2 separate regions of the Sus scrofa genome follow, and region 2 is linked to region 1. Evidence: chromatin contacts called from public Hi-C data. All regions are on one chromosome and are shown on one strand. Each heading gives the region's core, a stretch centred on a gene start, on an enhancer-like site or on the middle of the called end of the contact. The rest is flanking DNA. Distances are from core to core; before and after follow the strand shown.

Region 1 (5,987 bases), core at 2,016-4,515:
TATTCATGGACACTATGTCAGGTTCTTCACCCACTGAGCTACAACAGGATCTCCTTAAATCCATTTTTTATTTAATTTTTATACATGGTGGGAAGTAGGGGATATGGCTTTATCCTTTCACATGTGGCTAAATGTGTCTAAATGTATCTCAACATCATTTTGTTGAAAAGACTCTTTATCCATTGAATGATCTCAGCACCCTTGTCAAAAATCAATTATAGATCCAGAAAATGTGGCACATATACACAATGGAATATTACCCAGCCATTAAAATGAAAGAAATACCAGCATTTTTTCAATATGGATGGACCTAGAAACTATCGTGCTCAGTGAAGTCAGCCATACAATGAGACACCAACATCAAATGCTTTCACTGACATGTGGAATCTGAAAAAAGGACAGACTGAACTTCTTTGCTGAAGAGATGCTGACTCACAGTCATTGAAAACCTTATGGTCTCTGGAGGAGACAGTTTGGGGGGTGGGGGAATGTGCATGGGCTGTGGGATGGAAATCCTGTGAAATAAGATTGTTATGATCATTATACAACTACAGATGTGATAAATTCATTTGAGTAATAAAAAAATGGAAAAAAAATCAATTATAGAAACATGGATTTATTTACGAACACTCAATTCTAATCCATTGACTCTATGTCTGTCCTTAGGCCAGTACCATATTATCTTGAATATGATTCCTCTGTAAGTTTTGAAGTTTTGAAATATCAAAGTGTGAGTTTTCCAACTTTTTATTCTTTTTCAAGATTGTTTTGGCTATTGTGTGTTTCCTGAGTTTCCACATGAATTTTAGGATCAGCTTGTCAATTTCTACAAAGAAGCCAGATGGGATTCTGATAGGGACTACATTAAATGTATAGATCAATTTGGGAAGTATTGCTATCTTAACAATATTCAGTCTTCTGATCTATGCACATGGGATGTTTTTCCATTTTTGTAGATCTTTAATTTCTTTCAACAATATTTTGTAGTTTCAGAATATAAGTTTTGCACTTCCTTTGTTAAATCTATTCCTAAGTGTTTATCATGTTGGGCTAATTTCCTAATTTAATTTTGGGATTATTACAAATGTATATATATATATTTTTTTTTTTCTTTTTAGGGCCACACTTGAGGCATATGGAAGTTCCCAGGCTAAGGATCAAATCAGAGTTATAGCCCCTGGCCTACACTACAGTCACACAGGGTCCAAGTTGCATCTGCGAGCTACACTAGAGCTCATGGCAACAACGGATCCTTAACCCACTGAGGAAGGCCAGAGATCAAACCTGAGTCCTCATGAATACTAGTCAGATTTGTTTCCATTGAGCCACAATGGGAACTCCCAAATGTATAGATTTATATCTTGCAATCTTGCTGAACTCGTATCTTACAACCTTGCTGAATTCATTAATTAGCTCTAATAGTTTTTTAGGATTTCTTAGGATTTTCTGTATACAAGATCATGGTATCTAGAAATAGAGATAATTTTACTTCTTCCTTTCCAATCTCAATGCCTTTTTTTTTTTTCTGTCTGTCTTTTTAGGGTCGCTCCTGCAGCATATGCTGGTTCCCAGGCTAGGGGTCCAATCGGAGCTGTAGCCTCTGGCCACAGCCACAGCCATAGCCACAGCCACGCAGGATCCGAACCATGTCTTTGACCTACACCACAGTCACGGCAATGACCAATCCTTAAACCACTGAGCGAGGCCAGGAATTGAACCCGCATCCTCATGGATCCTAGTCAGGTTTGTTAACCACTGAGCCACAACAGGAACTCCTCAATGCCTTTTACTTCACTTTCTTGCCTAACTTATATTTTAACAACTTCCTCTGGCTGCCTTATTGAGAATATACCAAATCAGGGTCAAAGTGGAACAAGAGTCCAGGTAAAAAAGATTCTGCCTTGGACCAGGTGGCAGCAAAAGAAAGGTCACAAAGTGCTTCAGGATGTTACTTTTTTGTTCTTCTATCCTTCATTTCTTCTTTGTCTTACTGGCTGTCTTAGCAATTTTGGGGGGGGGGGCTCAACCAGCTACAAAGACAGTAACAACTTTTAAAAAATTCTTGTGTGGTTAAAAAAAAAAAAAAAAAAAAAAGTTGTGCATGAAGGAAGCAGGCAACAGACAGGAAACGAAGAAACCCAAATCCTGCAAGTCCAATTTCTGCAAGAACAGGCCATACAAGACTGGTTGGACTGAAAGCCTATTTTTATGAGAAAAGAGAAGTATTCATCACCAGGTCTGAGAAATTCTGCAACCCTCAGCAGTCAGCTAAAGATAACCAGGGCAAGAAGCTCTGTGCTCATACTTAGGGGGCCCTCAGCATCCTGGGTACACAGGATAATTCAGGCTTCTCCAGGGAATTGGCTGTCCCAAGCTACAAGATCCTTCACTTTAAGGAAACTAGCTTAACCAGACTTCCTCAGGAAATTACTTCTCCCTGAAGGTAGCAATGAAGGGGAAATCTCCATCAGCCCCCCTCACCCAAACCCTCCAAGCCAGACACCATCTCTCCCTCCTGGTGGACAGCACCCTGTTCTACTCTGGGCTGGGCCTTGGGTGAGACAAGGGAAGTACCCAGGGCACTGGCACAACTCTGAGAGTGAGGGCCTCCTCAAATTGTGCATCCTAGGCCCCTCACTTAATCCCAGCTATGCCACTGACAGGCCATGTAGATGAGGACAATGATGGGTCTCAGTTTATTCATCTGAGTCTCAGTTTATTCATCTGAGAAACTGAAGTGCTGGACTTAGATATGTTTTTCCCCATAATGACATGTGAACCCAAACCAATCCTTAATTTTCAGATCCATACAATCTTTTCCAAAGCCCTCATTTCATAAAATCTATAAATCAATGAAAAAGCTGTCCTATGAGATCTTAATGTATGACAAAATGTAGAAGATGTGTTCTCCATACGACTCAATTTTCTTGGAGAAACTGCTTCATCTTATCTCCAGCCCTGCAGCGGCCTCCGCAGGAACTACTATAATTTTGCTCCCCACCCTGACCAAAGATGACTGGACCAGAGGCAGACCCCAGACCCAAGATGAACCAATCTATAGTCTGGATTGAGACAATCAGATCATCCTCTCAAAACATAGGCATTGTAGAGACTCTATAGCTAATAAGAAGTGCAGTCCAGTGGTAAAGTCAGACCAACAGGCTTGCAATGCAGCCCTTGTGCAAAGAGAGGAAGCTGTCGGAAGGAAGGAGAAGCAAAGAGAAGCAGCAGGATGAGTAAGTCCTGTGGCTCATGAGAGATGAGAAACTGCTCAGCTCTTGAGAGATGGAGAACACCCTCATATTTGACTTTCCTATGCAAGTGCCAACATGGAGCATGAACTATCCTTGCATTCTTGAGTCGTGTCCTGACACAAACCACAGATAGAGGAACTGTAACTAAAGCAGAAGAAAGGACAGATTACTTAACAAATATAACTGAATGCTATGCTTGGGAGGAGGCTGAAAGAGATTCCAGCCTCATACTGTAAAGAAAAATTTCCAGAAGGATTTTTTAAAAAATAATGTTTAAAAAGACAAATTTGGAGTTCCCACTGTGGTGCAAAGGGATCTGCAGCATCTTGGGAGCTCAGGTTCGATCCCTGGCCAGGCACAGTGGGTTAAGGATCCAGCCTTGCTGCAGCTTCAGCTTAGGTCATGACTGTGGCTCAGATCTGATCCCTGGCCAGGAACTCCATATGCCACAGGGCAGCCAAAAGGGACTATAAATAGATAGATAGATAGATAGATAGATAGATAGATAGATAGATAGATAAGGCAGACAAAATATTTTTTAAAAATAAATAGATAAAAATAAAAATAGGGGAGTTCCCATCGTGGCGCAGTGGTTAACGAATCCGACTAGGAACCATGAAGTTGCGGGTTCGGTCCCTGCCCTTGCTCAGTGGGTTAACGATCCGGCGTTGCCGTGAGCTGTGGTGTAGGTTGCAGACGCGGCTCGGATCCTGCGTTGCTGTGGCTCTGGCGTAGGCCGGTGGCTACAGCTCCGATTGGACCCCTAGTCTGGGAACCTCCATATGCCGTGGGAGCGGCCCAAGAAATAGCAAAAAGACAAATAAAATAAAATAAAATAAAATAAAATAATAATAAAAATAGGAGTTCCCATTATGGCTCAGTGGTTAGCAAACCCAGCTAGCATCCATGAGGACTCAGGTTCAATCCCTGGCCTTACTCAGTGGGTTGAGTATCTGGTGTTGCTGTGAGCTGTGGTGTAGGTCGCAGATTCGGCTTGGATCCCACGTTGCTGTGTCTCTGGCATAGGCCAGAGGCTACAGCTCCAATTTGACCCATGGCCTGGGAACCTCCATATGCTGTGGGTGTGGTTCTAAAAAGACAAAAAAAGACCAAATAAATAAGTAAAAATAAATAAAAAGACAACTTTAAAAAGTGCATATTCCTTCCTTCCCTCCTTCCTAAATTAGTTTTCTCTTCCTTTCCCTTCTCTTTCCTTCCTTCCACTTCTCTTCAGAGTGAAAGTGGCCACAAAGGTAGCAGCAAAGGCTCTCTTCTTGTGAGCCAAGGAGGTGATCAGCATGGTAGAGCCATTACTTACGGAGAGATTAAGTACAGAAATAACCATACTGGAGATAATGCAAGAAGGTTTTCTTGTTGACAGCTGACAGAAGGAAGTTATACAGAAGGAAAGAGGAAAGGCTGGAAATAACCCTAAGGTATCTATAGATTTTGAGGTACCAGTACAAATCCATGGCCTTTAAAATGTACATGGCAAAATGTAGAGTTACAGTTTATGTCGAATACACACACACACACACATACACACTATACACAGGTATTTGTACACAAACGTTCCACCTCTGTATGCTGAGGAGGCCTGCAAAAGGATGACACTCCAGAAGCAATAAACAACAAAATACCAGGTTTTAGTTTCCAAATGAGTTCCACTCTCAAACTCCTAGGAGAAATATCTAATGCAATACCAAGGCTGAGGCAGGGAAATTACAAGATGATCCTGGAACATTTTCTTATGATAGAAAGTAAAGAATTGCTCAAAAAATTATGAGGACACAGGAAAAGGTCACAGAATCCACTTTTGATGAGGCTCTCCTATTAGTCAAATCTGGCACGATTTGATATAATAATAATAATAATGATGATAATGGATTAAATTTACTGAATAAAATAGAAATCCATGAGCCTACAGTGACATAAGTACATGAAGGAAAAGGGATAGCTCTTCCTTACAGAAGAATGTCAACTAATAAATGTAACAGGAATGATGGTGACAGAGAATGGCCATTTGATCACCACCACAACGGTGGTTAATTCAGGCAAGAATCATCAATGTCTGCTAAGTCAAAGAATGGAGTTTAATGAAATGTAGGATGTTGGCATACTTTGAGAGTACCTTCCCACAAAATACTCATCAATTACAAAGAGGAAAATAATGAGAGTGTGGAGAAACCTAGCCAACACAAAACTGAGTGATGGCAATGAACATGACCAGCACTAGGACAGGGACCCATCATGAGCCTCCAGATGCAGTGAGTGAGAGGACAGCATCACTTCTATACGTTCCTCCCTAGAATGCATGTCCGAGTCCCATCCTGAGGTAACACTGATAAAACCAGGCTGAGCTTTATCCTACAGAATGAAAGGCCTGTTACTCCTTCAAACTATCAAGGTGGAAGTTCCCTTGTGGGACAGCGGGTTAAGGACCTGACTGTGGTGCAGGCTGCAACAGCGGTGCAGTTCCCAGCCCTGGCCTGGGAATTTCCACATGCCAAAGGCATGGTCAAAACAAAAGAAAAAATGATTAAGGTTGTAGAGATAGAGCGAGACTAAGATTGTCTGTCCCAGATGGAAGGAGAGACTATTAAGTGCAAAGTGTGATCATGGACCAAACAGGAAAAAGACATTGTTGGGATAAATTGTAAAATCTGAATAAAGTCTTTGGATAGGGCATTAGTGTTAAACCAGTGCTCATTTTTGATTTCCTGATTTGGAGGG
Region 2 (5,987 bases), core at 2,429-4,928, 44 kb before region 1:
CTTTTTTTCTTCCTGAAGAATTGAGGGTAACTCAAATTTTTTTTTCTAAGTTTCCACCTGTTTTATTACCTGTAGATGCTGAAACTGCCCAGGACACCAGGGAAGACAGAATCCAGTTCCTGTCCATCTTTTACAGATGGTGGCTCGAAGTGAGCTACCTGTGTCAGTACAGTGTGGTGAGGAAGACTCAGATTCCAAAGTCAACTGCAGCGCCAGTTGCTGAACTGTGCGCCTTTCTGTGCCTTTGCATCCTTGCTATAAAATGGAAACCATACCAGTGCTGTTTGAGTATTAAACAAGGTAACAACTGTAAAGCGCTTAGCATAGAGCTTGGCACACAGTGAACATTAATAACTAGGATGATGATGATTAAGTTTCACCTGTTATTATCTCTGCATCTCTGTTTTCTTGGTTGTAAAGTGGAGATAATCATGCCTAATGAACTTGCTTTATAGGGTTCTATGAGGTCTACAAGACATGATGAATGTGAAAGCAGGTTGTAAACCTGGGAAGCCCCTTATTAAGTCCAAAAATGACTCCTCAGTTCCACAGCCTAGCTGGGGGGGGTGTCTGAATTTTTTTTTTTCTTTTTCCGGTCACACTGGCAGCATGTGTAATTTCCCAGGCCAAGGATCAAACCTGTGCTACAGGAGTACCACAAGCCATTGCAGTGACAAGGATGGAACTTTAACCCGCCGTGCCACTGGGGACTCCTATGGGAGTCTGATTTTAAACAGCCTTTACAAATTCAGAATTGGGAAGGGGGTGTCTCTAACTCCATCACTGAACGAGGCGAGAACCAGCTTCAGCATTCTTTTCCTGGGTAAACTCTGACTTCAGCTCTATTTTATCATCTCTGCGACCAGCTGAGAACACCCAGTTCGCAAGCCAAGAATTGAGGGTCAAATGAGACTCTGACTATAGCATGCCTGGCACAGAGTCTGCCTGACTCAGGGCTATGGAAGGGACCTTGCTGCCCACACCAGCATCAGCCAGGCCTAGGACAGCAGTTCATGTAGAAACCACAAGGGGGAGCCCAAGGCTTCCATTTAGGAAATGGTTTCCCCCTCCCCAACTCCCCCACCCTGGCCTCCTCCACCTGCCTAACAACCCTGGCCATTGGTTGGTTCCCTCACAAGCTGCTCTCCCAGGGCTAAAAGAAAGCCCTTAGGAGAGTGATGGTTGTCCACCCTGAGGCTTCTCAGAGGCATTGCTCTGGTTGGTAATATGCGGAGAAACAGCCAGACACCACATGTATGTAAATTTCTAAACTGTACCTGCTGAGTGGCCTTGTGTTATTCCTTTAACCGCCTTGGGCCTAGTTCCCTGCCCTGAAAAGGGGCTGGTGCCTGCGGGAAAGCTTTGTAAACCATGGCCTGAGCTGCACATGCCGTCATAGCCATCCTCCTCATTGTTCCCAATCAGTGGGCTCAACCATATGGGATTCCCTAACATAGGAAACAAGGACAGACTCCCCTGTTGGCTGCCTGACCATGAAGTTCCCATCTGACATCAGAGATGCTCAGAGAGGGCAACTCTGCAACAACGAAATGGCTAACCACCCCTGCCACGAAGCGCCATCTGACATGCTTTACATGTGTCATTGCTAACCCTCACAGCAACCTTGCCACATGGATTACTAGCCTGATCGCAGACACTTGGAACAATCCACCACCCAACATTTCAGAAGGGCTTAATTTAAGCTTGCTTCTGGGAGCCACTCAATTCTATAGCAGTGCAACAGCAGAGGCCTTATTCCTAGATAAATTAGTCTCCTGGCATACGGTAGCAATGCTCTTTTTCAATATGTGATTCATTTTCTCAATTTTTCTTGTTGAGTGTGACTCCAGGATGAATGTAGTTTCCAACCCACATGCAATGCTTTAGATCCCTGCTGGGTTATCCTGGGGACAGGAGCAGGCTCACCATCACTTTGAAGGGCTTTGAAGGGGGTAGGCAATCCAACTCAGGGAATAATTTCTTAAGGAGGGCTTTAACTACTTTAGAGGATTTTTCTGTCCAGGTGGAATACACATCCACCCATCCAGAAGAAACGTCCACAAACACTAACAAGCATCTGAAGTTTCCTGCAGCTCAAGGCATTTGAGTAAAGTCTATCTGCCAGTCCCAGTGGGGCAGGCTCCTCTATATTGAATTTCCCTGGGGGTGGGGGAATCCAGCAGTAGTCTTGGATTATTTTTAGCACAAATTCTAGCCTGGCCAAGAAGATAGCCTGACACTGAGGCCAGGGGAAGACTGAGAAAGGAAACTGGGCAGTGGACTTCCTCAAATGCCAGCAGGTCACCCAGCTTGGGGCACTGCTGTCCCACTCACAGCTGGTCCTGGCTGGAGAGTCTGTGTTGGGGATGAGGAGCGGTATGTGGGGGCGGGGGGACGGGGAGCTTGCAGTTCAGTCCTCCCCTTAGGACCACAGTGACTAGAGCCAGGGTTGTGCTGGGCACAGGTGGTGAGAAGGGCAGTGAGGAGCCAGGGAAGGCCTGGGGGGGGTGTCATCAACCACTCAATAAACACATGTACTGAGGGCCTACCTATTCCAGACACTGGCTAGGCCCTGGGAAGGGGTGACCAGGAGGAGTCTTGGCCTTGAATGTGACTCGGGCAGGTAAGGAAGTGGTAGGAAAGCAGTGTGGCCATGGTGGTTGAGATTCTAGTTCCAGTCAGAGAACCATTTGGCCAGGGTTGGGGGAAGGATCACAGCCTGGAAATCAGGACCCAACTGGGTGGCACATCCCACTGGAGCAGCCTGGACCACTGCCCATCAGATACACAACATGGGCTTAACTGCAGGGTACAGGGAACCACAAAGAGCCTTAAAGGAGGGAGTTGAGGGGAAACATGCTATTGAGTGCCCACCAGGTGCCAGGCACTCTGTAGGTGCTTTCTGTGCCAATGCCTCTCAAACTCAATATGTTGACCATCTCCTAAGAACGTCATTAAAATGCAGTCTCTATATTCCCTATCTTGTAATAACCTATAGAGGAAAATAATCTGAAAAAGAATACATATATGCATAACTGAATCACTTTGCTGTATACCTGAAACACTATAAATCAACTATACTTCAATAAATAAAATTTTTTGTTTTTATAAAACAATATAGGCATACCTTAGAAATATCGTGGGTTTGGTCCCAGACCACCGCAATAAAGCAGATGTCATAATAAAGCGAGTCACATGGGAAAAAAAAATAAAGATACATAGAGGTGAATTTTCTTTATCATGAATAAAATCTATAAGGCATCGAAAAGGAAAAAAAAAAAAGCAGAGTCTTACTTCAAGAGGCCTAGGGCAGGGTCTGACGTGCTACATTTCTGATAAGTTCCCAGCTGGGACCACACTCTGAAGAGAAAATCTGTAGCTCAGCAAACCTGCACCCCAGTGAGTATTATGGGCTCCCTTTTACTGGCAGGAAAACTGAGGCTCAGTTCCTGGGCTTTCTTGAAGCATATCATTAAGGAGAGCTGCACTGTTCCCTGCCCTCCACTCACATTGGGGTAGGGGTAGATAACACAGCCCCCAAGCTATCACTCCCTCCAAACCCCTCCTGGTCTGTCCCCAGGCTTGTGTGTGCCCCTAGGCTCCCAGGTTTGTGAATTCAGACCCTCCTGTCTCAGCTGGCCTCTAGCCTGGAGCTTCTGAACTTGCGTGGGCAGCATCTAAACATAGTCTACCTCACAGGAAACCAGACACTATTGGCTAACTTTGCAAATAAGGAGGGAGGGAAAGGGAAATACTCTCTGGTAGAGTCTTCGCAGGACAGGGTGGCGGATTGGCACATCCAGAAGTTCCCTCCCCAGGTCCAGCCCAGGTAAGAGAAGAGGATGTGGTTAGCACCTGAGGGTGCCCTGTGGGTGCCAGGTGGGGGAGGCACTTTGGTCAGAGGTCAAAGTGGGTTAAAGAGGCTGGTTTGCTTCACATCCTAACAAGCGATACCATTTTCCTGAGGATACTGCAACCTAAATGTCCAAGGGGCTTGGGAGAAGTGGGGAGAGGACAGTGGGTAATTAGATCATTTATGATCTGCTCAATGTGATGCAATATGATTAAAAGCATTAGTAATTACATTTCAGGGACATGGAGAAATGCTCATTTTAAAAAAGCATCACTTAAAATTGTATCAGGGAGTTCCCATCCTGGCTCAGCAGAAATGAATCTGCCTAGTATCCAAGAGGACGCAGGTTCAAGCCCTGGCCTCGCTCAGTGGGTTAAGAATATGGTATTGCCATGAACTGTGGTGTAGGTTACAGACTCCACTTGGATCTGGCATTGCTGTGGCTGTGGCACAGGCAGGTGGATACATTCTGATTCAGCCCTAACCTGGGAACTTCCATACGCCATGGATGCAGCCCTAAAAAAGACAAAATAAAATAAAATTGTATCAGATTTCCCTGGTGGCTCAGAGGTTTAAGGATCCAGCGTTGTCACTGTAGTGGCTCAGGTTGCACTATGGCATGGGTTCAGTCCCTGGCCTGGGAACTTCCACATGCCACAGGTATAGACAAAATAATAATAATAACAATAATAATAAAAAAATAAAATTGCATCTGCCCATGATTACATGTAGGATGAATAAACAAGGTCCTACTGTATAGCACAGGGAACTATATTCAATATTGTATAATAAACCATCAGGGAAAGTAATATGAAAAAGAATATACATTAAAAAACTAAATCATGGAGTTCCCGTCATGTCACAGTGGTTAACGAACCCGACTAGGAACCATGAGGTTGCGGGTTCAGTCCTTGCCCTTGCTCAGTGGGTTAAGGATCCGGCATTGCCGTGAGCTGTGGTGTAGGTTGCAGACGCGGCTTGGATCCCGCGTTGCTGTGGCTCTGGCGTAGGCTGATGGCTACAGCTCCGATTCGACCCCTAGCCTGGGAACCTCCATATGCCGCGGGAGCGCCCAAGAAATAGCAAAAAGACAAAAAAAAAAAAAAAAAAAAAAAAAAAAAAAAAAAGCTAAATCACTTTGCTATTCAGCAGAAATCAACACATTGTAAATCTGGTATAAAATAAAATAAATTTTTTTAGAAAGGTAAAATCACATCTGGATGATACTGAGGAATTATTAACTTTTTAAGGTGAGAAATAACATTGAAGTTATTTTTAAATAATTTTATTTTTGTCTTTCTTATTGTTTTAGAGATTCACACTTAGTTAAGTTTATGGGTAAAATGTCATGACATCTGGATTTATTTTAAATAATCCAGTAGGGCATAAAGTGAGGAATAGATAAAATACTGATCATGAGTTGCGAATTATGGAAGCTGGGTGGTGAGTGCGTCGGGGTCCTCTCTGCTTTTTTATGTTCAGGAATTGTATAATAAAATGCTTTTAAAATAGTATTTTCATTTTAGATATAAATATACTCTATATTAATATTAAAAATATGCATAAAGATAGGATGAGAAAGCTAAAAGCTAGCTGTGGTTAGCTCTGGGAAGCCGGATTGTAGATAGTTTTGTGTTTTATCTTTCCTTTCCACGTCATGCTTTTTTGTGCCATCTGCATTTTATATTTCATTTTTTTGTCTGCACCCAGCACATGGAGTTCCTGAGCCAGGGATGGATCAAATACGAGCTGCAGCTACAACTTACGCTGTAGCTGCAGCAATGCCAGATCCTTGACCCACTGAGGGGATAGAACCCACACCTTAGCAGCAACTCAAACCATTGCAGAGACAACGCCAGATTCTTAACCCACTGTAGTACCACAGTGTGAACTGCCCCATCTATATTTTTGTGAGCATCTATTGCATTTATAATGAAAACTATTTTCAAAACAAACTGCTGACACAACTCTGATGTTCCATATTGATGTATGCTGTTGGGACACTCGGGCTCAGAAGGTCTGTGTCATTGGAAAACACAATCATCAGAAAGAAAGTATGAGCAGACACACATGTGGATGCAAAACGGGAGGAAAGACATCTGGCGCCACAGCTGGCTGGGGCCTGTCACTTCTC

Evidence for each region. Hi-C and Micro-C count contacts between places; a contact is called where the count stands out from the background.
Region 2: a contact with region 1 is called in a Hi-C map of alveolar macrophages, with 1.8 times the contacts expected there. The contact joins the promoter of CX3CR1 here to the enhancer-like site in region 1. A contact is called at or near these places in 5 of 47 Hi-C or Micro-C datasets (alveolar macrophages, blood, brain and 1 more).

The regions. Positions count from the first base shown.
Region 1 is chr13:23,910,744-23,916,730 of Sscrofa11.1, reverse strand. No RefSeq gene overlaps it. Among named protein-coding and RNA genes, the nearest start is that of XIRP1, 37 kb to the right of the region's middle. Within about 2 kb of position 3,265, at least 5 of the 83 cell types and tissues checked have an H3K27ac peak or open chromatin away from gene starts, as enhancers often do. A contact at or near this core is called in alveolar macrophages, where this site is marked.
Region 2 is chr13:23,955,258-23,961,244 of Sscrofa11.1, reverse strand. CX3CR1 (CX3C chemokine receptor 1) reads left to right here and starts at 3,678. Exons shown (of 2, transcript XM_003358374.4): 1 at 3,678-3,829. LOC110256576 (a long non-coding RNA gene) reads right to left here. Exons shown (of 3, transcript XR_002338216.1): 3 at 5,748-5,987.